Linked DNA regions of Gossypium hirsutum: region 1 is linked to region 2. Evidence: chromatin contacts called from public Hi-C data. All regions are on one chromosome and are shown on one strand. Each heading gives the region's core, a stretch centred on a gene start, on an enhancer-like site or on the middle of the called end of the contact. The rest is flanking DNA. Distances are from core to core; before and after follow the strand shown. Region 1 holds the start of LOC121215605 (oxysterol-binding protein-related protein 2A). Region 2 has its middle 13 kb from the start of LOC107918377.

Region 1 (4,747 bases), core at 1,233-3,732, 42 kb before region 2:
AAGAAATGCAATCAATTCAAGATAATGCAAGTTGAAAAGCTCAATTAATCCTTGTATCCCTCACCAAGATTGGATCGTTACTGCTGGAAATTTTCTGGAATCACCCGAAGAAAAACAACATATCTGTAGCTTAGACAACCAAGAACCAACCTTTAGGCTATCAAGGTGTAACCTCAGCAGAAGCCAAACCCAATTACCATCAAACGCCAGATGGATACAAAAAAAGAAAAAAGAAAAGAAAAGAAAAAAGGTACTGTAAGTTTCTAAGAAAAACTTGTTTTAGCAACAAACAAACAAACTCTTAGCAACAGAAAAACAAAACCCAAACTTCATCACCTAATCCCATGCTACTTTTTGAGGATTACAACTGTCTAGGGATAAAACAAAGATGAAGAATCGCCATTTGGATCTACTCGACCATAGGAGAATATACTTAAAACAAATTCAAAATAAATATTACTATTATGTTATCGTTTGAGTTTTCCCGTTTCTAAACGTTGTTCTGTCCAACCATAAAATTCTTTATAAACTTAACCAGTCAAGCCCCACCTAAAAGTCTCAAGTCCCCACGCTTATCTTTTTCCTTTTCTTTTTCTCAATGTTTATTTTACTAAAAAATAAAACCCATAAAAACTATGAAATAAGACAATGTAAAATGTTAAAAATAAAGAAGTTACCTCCCTATTACGAGACAAAATATGCAAAACTCAAAAAAAGGACGGCAACAAACAAAAACCCACTTCGACATTTCAGAGAAATACTCCATCCTCATCACCGTTTGATTTCTACAACATTACATCATTTTTTTTCCTTTGAAAAGAGATAGGAAAAAAAATAAAGAAACCCTCTTCATACTTCCCTCATCACCTTGAAAGAAAGAAAACTAGAGCGGCTGGCAAGCAAAGGGAATGCACTTGGCTGAAGAGAAAGAGTGAGCATGATAAAACGTGGGAAGTGAGGGGGAAAACCAAAAAGATGAAATAATAAAGGAACGAAAAGGGAAGGATCACATTTCAAGTTTGTTGAATCGTTTTTGATAGCTTTGAAAACTTCAATCATCTATCGATAACCGATTAAACGATGATGTGACCACAGCTTAAATCCTAGACCTACACCATACCCTATCACAGCCCTCCAAGCCCACCTGCTGATGTGACCCACTCTACATAAACAACCAGTTAAAACTGTAAAAATATACATTAAAAATAATTATTCTACTTTTTTCACCAGTTAAACATGAAAATTGAAAATCACAAAACAACATAGAAAGAAAGAGAGAGAAAAAGAAGGTCCACGGCAAAATTGTTTTGAAGATCCTTTGAACAAATTATGCAGAACTTCATGCCGAACAATGCAAGCAACCTACGGTTCTTGCTCTTCACCTACGGTTCTTGCTCTTCAATTTACTTTTTCTTTTCTGGTTATTTAATTAGCTCAGTTTTCAATGCCTGCTATTTTAATATCTTCAGATGCAAAAACCCAAAATTAGTATAAAATGACATAATTGCTAGATGGTAACAGATCGGTTCAGTATCTTGAATCAAAATATATTAACTATGTTCCGAAAAACAAGTTATATTACCGCCAAAACGGATCACTTTGATCATCTATTTTCTATTGGCTCAATTCTATATTTGTTTTGGAATTTTTGAAAGTCGATTTTCTTTTTTTTTCTGATATATATACCTTTAAATGAACAATGCCAACGGTTTTCTGGTGTTTCCGTCTACCGCTACAACTATCCATCCTCGAAAGCCGATTGCTCGAGACATCACCGATCAATCTGACATCATCGGTCGGAGAGATGAGGTTAAGAGCTTCAGGCCGACGAACTTTCGAGTAAGATAACATTCCATTCCGAAGCAAAAACCACCTGGATCTCCATCCTTTCCCGTAATTAGTCCACTTATAAAGAATCCCAGCGACAGTCCCTTCGGATCCTCCCGCCGTCAACCTCGCAGTCGCATTAACTATTTCAGATCCGGAAAAACTCCCTGCCGGCATGCTCCTAGCTCGAGTCAACGAAACTTCCGGTGACTGGTCACCGTCGCCGGGACTCTCTAACGATATACAACATAACGGATGCATTTCCTTCACCCGCATTTTTGCTTTCCTCTCTCGATCTCGATCACAATCCACTTCTTTCCATCGAAAAAAAAACGAATCGATAGCTGCAACAACAAAAGAAAATATTATAACAACATATCAAAAATGGAGAGAAGTAAAAATTAAATTTTTCTATAAAGAAAATTGTAAGTGAAATTTGATTTAGGGTTTAAAGAAGATACATTTCTTTGGGTTGTAAAGGTGATTTCGAGGGAGTTTGAGGTTTTTAGATTTGTGAAGTGAGCTCTGAAACTGAGAGATTTGTAAATGAAAGAGAAGGTATGGATTACTAAAATGAGGAGCCTCTTTTTTTTATTTATTTAATTAAGCTTGAAACTATCGCATTTTTAATAATAATTTAGTTCCTTTTTTTATGTTTTTCTTTTTCTTTTTCTTGAGATTGGGGTATACTTGTAATTCAACCTAGTAAGATTTAATAACAAAATTGGATTACTCCATCCGAAATCGAGAATCAATCCAGGTATTGATCCGGAATAAAGGGTTGGGTTGGATGAACCCATCGGCCTAATCGATTAAAACAAACAAAAATATTTGTTGAGAGTTGGTTGAATTAATTCTCTTTTTTTTAATAATTTATTCAATTGAACCAAATAAAACTAGATAAACTAAGAATCAATGGTCTAATTGATTCGACTGTCGATCCAATTCTAAAAATATTGAATATTAGTAGGTTATTTAAAAAATAGTAATAAGAGTTTTTCTTTTTATTGATATAATTTTTTATACATTTGTAATTATATAACATAAGCGAATAGTGATTATATCCCACTCTAACACTTTAAAGATTTATAATAATAATAAAATAAGAGTTCAAACTCTGTTTTTGTATCCTACAAGATTAGAACTATTTTGTAGAACTAGGATCGAACAAGGTATGAATAAAAGGTTGGATCAATTGATTTATAATCTAATTGAATTGATAAATGAAACCAATTAAATTAGACTAAAAATAAGTTGAAACAACGATTTAACCAATTTTTTTCTATTTTTATAATTTATTCAATTGAAATTGAACAAAATCAGCCAAATTGAGAACAAGTGATCTAACCAGTTCGATTATCAATTTGATTCTGAAAACCCTTGAAAGTTAATAGGTTTTAGTAACAAGATTTTTTTTTAATTGATATAATCTACTCATAATTTTTTCAACCCATAAATTAAAAGAAAATATTCGACATGATTTAATTTAACTTATTTATTATTTTTACATTAAAAGTTTATGAAAGGGGGTTTAAAAACTTCGGTCTAATTATCATTTTAGCTACATTAATATGATATAATTTAATGTATTTTTATAATATTGCTTACTAGTAAATTTAATTAACTGTTTATTTAAAAGTATTTTTATATATATTTTTAAACTATGGAATCTCATTATTAGATTTTAACTCTAGTTACACACTTTAATAATAATAAAACAAAAGTCTATAAAAATAAAATAAAAAATTAAATATTATTTTTTAACAATAAATCTGTTCTTTTTTTTGAATTACAGTAACAGAATAAAACCCGAACAACCAACGCAACTAGCACGACTTGAACCCATGTCACACTTGGAGCAGTGAACACCATTGACCATTAGGTCATCACATATATGCTCTTTTTAATACAATACTCAGAACTACCCATAGTCCTCCCTCAACCTATAAACAGGAGGATAGTGAACTTCAATACACTCGAACTTACATCATTTTGCATTGACAATAATACTTATATTAATCGAATTAAAATTAAAAATTAAATTTTAACAGAGAGAGAATAAAACTAGAATTAGAGGTTTAAAAAGACAGTGAATTGAGGAGGTAATTACTGCGTCATCAAGAATTTTATCCGTAGTCTTTTATCCTTGTTTTCAACCTTTTGCGTTTTAACTTTTGTCAGCATTGGTATATTTATCCTCAAGTTTTGACTATAACAAAAACCAAAGAAAGCAATACGAGATAACACCTTTTCTTTGACTAAAACTGAAAACTATGTATTTGCGGATGAGTCCTTAGCTTGTTGGTGAAGGTAAATGTTCGAAGTTTTAAGTATTCGGTTTGAAGTTTATCGTGTGTAATTATATATATAAATTTTAAAATTTTATTATGTATTAATGTCATATGTGTATTTTAATCGAGTTAGTCAATTTTATATAGATATTTTTAACTTTTAGTCTGTTTGTGCTATAATAATTTAATTTTACTTATTCAAATATCTTTATACTCGACTGTGCTGTAATAATTCTATTTTACTGCTTTTGAGATCTATATTTGTATTTGTGTGTTGATTGTACTAAAAAAAACTATATACATATGCTTTGGTCAACATAGTTAAGCAAATACACCTTTTATTAACATTAATTTTTTAAATTAATTTTTAATACTAAACAACTTAAATTTTAACTTTCCAAACACAATTTCATGAAATTTATTAAAATTTTTATCTAGTAAAATATAGGTTTTTACTTTGTATATATATTATTTATAGGATAAATAAAACTTTTGATTAAATTAATCTCACAAGTTAATCGAGCACCTACTCAATTAAAAAATAATTGAAATCTTTCTTCATATTAGAGGTGATCATGGGCCAATTCAAGTCGGGTTTGGGCCTGGCCATAATAAAATTTCAAGCCCGT
Region 2 (5,421 bases), core at 1,244-3,743:
ATGGTAGGACCCTTAAAAAGGAAGTGGGTTTGAGCTAGACTTGTCAATGCGTGTGTCAGGTTAGTTTTAGATCATGTTAATTTGGATCGGCTCATTTTCAATTATTTCAGTTCTTTTTTGTTCAAATTAGGTTTAGTGTTTTGTATTGGCATTTTTATGCTTGAGGTTTGAAGTTTTTTGAGTCCATCATCTTAAGTTTTTTGTCTAAATTATTTTAAAATTAAGTTATTTAGAGTTTAGATCATTTTAGGTTTAAAGTCTATGTCATTTTGGATTCTTTTTTATTTGAATCATTTCGAAATCAGATTATTTAGAGTCCAAATCATTTTAAATTTGTACCACTTTGATCATTTGTCTATTTTTTGTTGGAATCCATTCAAATCAGATAGGATAGATTTGATTATTGATATTTTATAATTAAATCGAGTTCAAATTAATCAAATTAAATTTCAAATTTAAATTTAAATTATCTTAATTTAATGCTTTGGGACTGTAAAGTGAAAATAGTTGTACATAGTAAAGCATATTAGAAAGAGCAATGTGATTGCGATTTCATTGAATAGTAAAAGCATATTAAGAACATGGAAACAATAATGATAAGAATCACTTTAAGACTTACCAATCCAATGTTTACGTTGAGCCTCAATCAAATCTTCTATCTACCCCACAAAGAGCTCTATAATCAAAAGAAGAGGCATTAGACCTGTTTCTATCAAGGCAAGTTATATAAATTCATCAATAGATACAAAATCAATGTTGCAACTAACAATTTTCATAGCCGAAGTCAGCATTAGTCCACTAAGTAGTATGATGTTACGATTAGTTCTCTAGTGACTGAGGCCTTTTTAGAATGAGTGGTAAGGAATTTGATAATTATATAATATAAAAGGTTTAAGTCTTGTGGATGGTAAAAATAATATTAGATGAGTTTTGTCTTTTATTTAAGAGTTTGACTTGATTCGACTTCAAATTTAATTAAGATCTAATATAATTATCAAATACAGAAATTTCACGCATAAAAAGATAAAAGAAAACAGTCGGCTAGACAACAAACAGTACACCACCCTATAAGATAAGCTTACTGACAAGCAAAAAGAAAATCTTAGGTGAATGATTGAGCTATAACCCACTTTAGAATTGGTTTTTTCTTTTCCGTCTCTAAGTTTAGCAACTTTTTAATATGGAAGCGTCAAAGAAGATTTGTTTAATGGATATAAAAGCCAGTGGGAAATCAATGAAGCATGAAGAAACAATAGTGAGCTTTGTACCATATGTGCAAACAAACCCTTTTCTTTGATTGACCAAATCATTAACTTTTTCACCTTTCCTTTGTTTGTCTTTGCTCTTTCCTTTTTGGCTAATCAATCATTAGAGAACAATTTATCTCCTTAAATTATGAACCTGTTAAACACTAGGAAGTGCCCTCCAAGCCTTAATATAATATAATATCTAATAGCATGGTCCCTAATAATAGCTGCATTGCCTTCGCAACTATGCCAAAGTCAAACATGTATACCTAAAAAGATCTTGGTTTTCAACCAAAAATCAATCCATGATTGGAATAAGAGGGTAATAACTTTGTGAACATTGTTTTGATACGATTAAAATTAGAATTAAGCCAGAATGAACATTTAAATTAGGGGTAATTTTTTTTGAGTCTATTTTTTCAATCTATAAGACTTGAATTTGAAACCTTATTTAAAAGGTTTCGAACTTTGTGCCACTCACCCCACCATCATTAGTGGAAATAGTTTCTTTTTGGCATTAGTATCCTCTATTTGGAATAAGTGTATTGCCATTAGAAAAAGTAAATCATAGCCCTAGGTAATCTCTACATAAAAAATGCATTGTGCAAATTAAAACAAGCTGGCTAATCATGCATTAAGAATAGGGAAAGATAAAGAACTAAGATTCAATTTTCATTTTCTTAGATAATAAGGGCACCAATCACGCCAACATTTTCTTGGCATCACTATCCAAAGATCATGATGCAATCTAGATGTATTAGATTCTTTTGAGCATATGAATAGTTATATGCTTTTACCCTCCAATCCAAGAAAAAGGCTTTGGAAAGAAGTATCACCTAATAATCACATTTCAACAAAAACTTTGACTTTCACCTAAAGCAATCTCCTAAAAATCTTTGAGGTCATTATTGAATGATCAAATGGTTTATTAAAAAAATTCCTAGTACTTTATTCATTTGTTTATAAGAATTGACAACATCATAGCAACGTGATTCTGCCTAGGCAGATAGACAATGCCATTGAAATTTAACAATATGTAGGCAGAAACTTAGAGCAATCTCCATCATTTTGTCACTCCTAAAACATAAAAACCTATGCTGAAGACATCTGATATCATGAGATCAATGGAAAGTTCATTCTTCGATACGAAGAATGGGCTTAATTGAACTTTTAGATAAAACCTTTACAATGTGCACTTATAGTTGACTATCTTCTACATTAGCATTGGCCCAAGAATAGCCCAATATATTAGTGATTCTTTTTGCAAGGCCCATGAGTAACTTTTACATGTCTATTTGCATAAATGAGCTGAAAGTTGAAAATAGAAATAAGAAAATTTAGGTATAAAGTAATATATAATTCTTGAATTTTGTAATTTTTCAATTTGGTCCCTGAATTTTTTTTGTCCGCATTAATATTGAAGCTTGATAAAAAAAATTTCAATCTGATTCTTGAATTCGGATTCTATTAAAGTATGATGATATGACACAATCAGAAAATTGAGAGGAAAAAAAAAGGAAACCTTTTGTATATGAAGCTTTGTATTTGAACGAGGACGAATACTTCTTTGTGTTTGGAATTTTTAAAAAAGAAAAGAACAAAAGAGAGAACTTTTTCTTTCAAGGAAAAAGACGAAACATTTTTTGTGTAGGGATGAAAAAGAATTTCCTCAAATTTGGGAAGAGAGAAGACAAGGCTCTACCTTTTTTTATGGGGTAACTGAACTTTTTAATTGAGGAATAAAAGTAGTTTCAACATAATATTGTAATAGGGAAGACAAAGCATGAGGTTAGAAGTTTGATTACTACTCGTAGGACTGAATTACATTTCATGATTATTCGTTTATTTTTTTGAAATACATTCATAGTGAAGAAAACAGTTACTATTACTGATGATGAATACCTTAATTTCGACTCAGAAGATAAAAGCGATGAATTGCTTAATCATATTAGAGATAAAAGTTTATACTAAAAGTGTAAAAGGCCCACATTTAACCAAAGTTGGCACTGGTTTATTGGTAAGAATGGTTTGTGTTCACTGCATGATTATTGGATTGAGTTCCTTTAGCCACTCTATTAACGAGCCTATAATTGCATGTGGACGAAACGTGCCAATAAACTTATTCCAAATTCTGTATTTTAAACTCACTACTTATTGATAGACTTATCTAAGGGCCAAATAATCTGTTCAATAGTCTTGGTTTAATTAAGGTTGAATTTGAATAATGATTTTTATATTTTAAAATCAGGTCAATCAATTCAATTTAAATAATAAAATATATTTTTAAAATTTAAATTTAATTATAAAAATATATAACTTAAAAATATAATTTTTATTATTTTATTATTTTTTAAATAGTAAAATAAACTTTTTTGGATCCAAAAATAAACTTGGGTATGAACCAACCCGACATGACCCATCACACTAAACAAACTCATTTGAAAAGGGGAGCTCATTGGTTGTGGACCAAACGGGCCAATAAACTCACTCCAATTTTTGTATCTTATACTAACTAGCCAACTCATTTGGGCAAAACAGATTTTGAAGAAATGGAGCAGCAAACAAGAAAAGAGAAAGATATTTAGGTTAAAGGATGATAAACCCTTCCCAACTCACCCTTAGTTTTTTTACAGAACATAGTTACAATAGTCTCAATCTTAATATTTTTGGGCTCTAGGTAAAACAATAAAATGAGGTTTTAGGTTACTTAGAAGTCGAAGAAAATTTTTTTAGGTCCCTTAAAAGTTAGTAAAAATAAAATTAGGCCCCTAAAAGCTAAAAAAAGAATTTTTGAGGCCTCTTAAAAGTTAGATAATTTTTTTTTTACTTTTAAAAGTTAAAAGAATTTTTTAATCTCTAAAAACTAAAAACTAATATTCTAAACCCCTTTCAACATTAGACCCTGAGCGACTGCACCTCGAGATGACCCTAGTGTCACGGGCCGCAGTTCAAAGCCCGTGACCATCGCACCAAATGCATCCAATGGAGGTCTATTGCTCAGATGGGGATCATTTGGCCCACGAGAACTGGCCCGATTCAATGAGATATTGGAGAAGCCTGTCAGATTGAAGCCTAGTTGGCCCGATAGCGAAGAGATGGCAACTTAGGCTAATATGGTAACTAATCTTAGAAGATAGAGAGAATCATATCTTGTAAAGATTAGATTAGATTTTATATGGCATATCTTGTAAATCCCTAAAATAAAGGGATATGGTTAATCTCGTCCGTCGATGTATTTGTATCTTAACCGTCGGTTTTGGGGGAGCTCAACTATAAATAGAGAGCCTCCCCCTCATTTGTACTCACTCCTGAATTGTTTCATTATTCCTTATGAATAAGAGAAATAGAGAGCATTTACTCAAACACTTTGCGAGCGCTCTTTCTGTTGTTCTTTTGCTTAGCTTATTTTGGCATAAATCACTTCCGCTGTTCAATTGGTGCCTTGGAGGAGTTCTTAAAGAATCCTCATTGAGATAAGGCTGACTTGGGCGAGTTTGGAGCAAACGGATCGCCTAAGGCCGCACGGATTGCGAGACGAAAGGTCTAGCCCCGTGACAAGTGGTTTCCGAGCAGGTTTTGAACCAAGTGATATTCGAGTTGGTTCGAAGGCACCGTTGGGATGTCAAGAGAAGAGTCTGAACAAAGGTGGGCGAGGAAGTCTTTGAGGGAGATGTTGTCGGCTGTTGAGGAACGCGTGGGGAAACTTGAGGAGTCCATGGAGGACGCCAAAGAGTCGAGCAATGCGCTTGGGGAAAGCATTGATGACTTGAGGGAGCAGTCAAGGGACTTTGTTACCAAGTGTCTCACTTTCCACAGGGATAGTGTGCAAGAGTTACTAGATTCCCAAAGGAAGAAGCTGACGGAGAGGAACAATGCTCTCGAAGCCATGATGATGGCTTTGAAGGAGGAAACAATAGCCACGACGAGGGCTTTGAACACAAGGATAGAGGAGCTCGAGGGAGAGTTAGCCTTGTGTCAAGCAGCCGTGGGGAAAGGAGTGTCAAGTGCAGCACTCAATAACGAAGATGTCCCGAAGCCGAAAGAGTTCGCTGGGATAAGGTCTGCATGCGATGTGGACAATTTCTTCTGGAGGATGGAACACTACTTCCGTGCCAAAGGCATCGTGGATGATGCGGTTAAGGTAAATACTGCTTCAATGTTTCTTACTAACATT

The links. A called contact is a pair of places that touch in the nucleus more often than the background predicts.
Region 1: a contact with region 2 is called in a Hi-C map of leaf, with 5 times the contacts expected there. The contact joins the promoter of LOC121215605 here to the enhancer-like site in region 2. A contact is called at or near these places in 20 of 34 Hi-C or Micro-C datasets (anther, callus, cotyledon and 6 more).

The regions. Positions count from the first base shown.
Region 1 is chrD03:52,913,627-52,918,373 of Gossypium_hirsutum_v2.1, reverse strand. It overlaps LOC121215605 (oxysterol-binding protein-related protein 2A), which reads right to left and starts at 2,482. Exons shown (of 12, transcript XM_041090536.1): 1 at 2,289-2,482; 2 at 1,687-2,171. The coding sequence starts at 2,103.
Region 2 is chrD03:52,871,408-52,876,828 of Gossypium_hirsutum_v2.1, reverse strand. No RefSeq gene overlaps it. Among protein-coding and RNA genes, the nearest start is that of LOC107918377, 13 kb to the right of the region's middle. Within about 2 kb of position 2,493, at least 2 of the 9 cell types and tissues checked have an H3K27ac peak or open chromatin away from gene starts, as enhancers often do. A contact at or near this core is called in leaf, where this site is marked.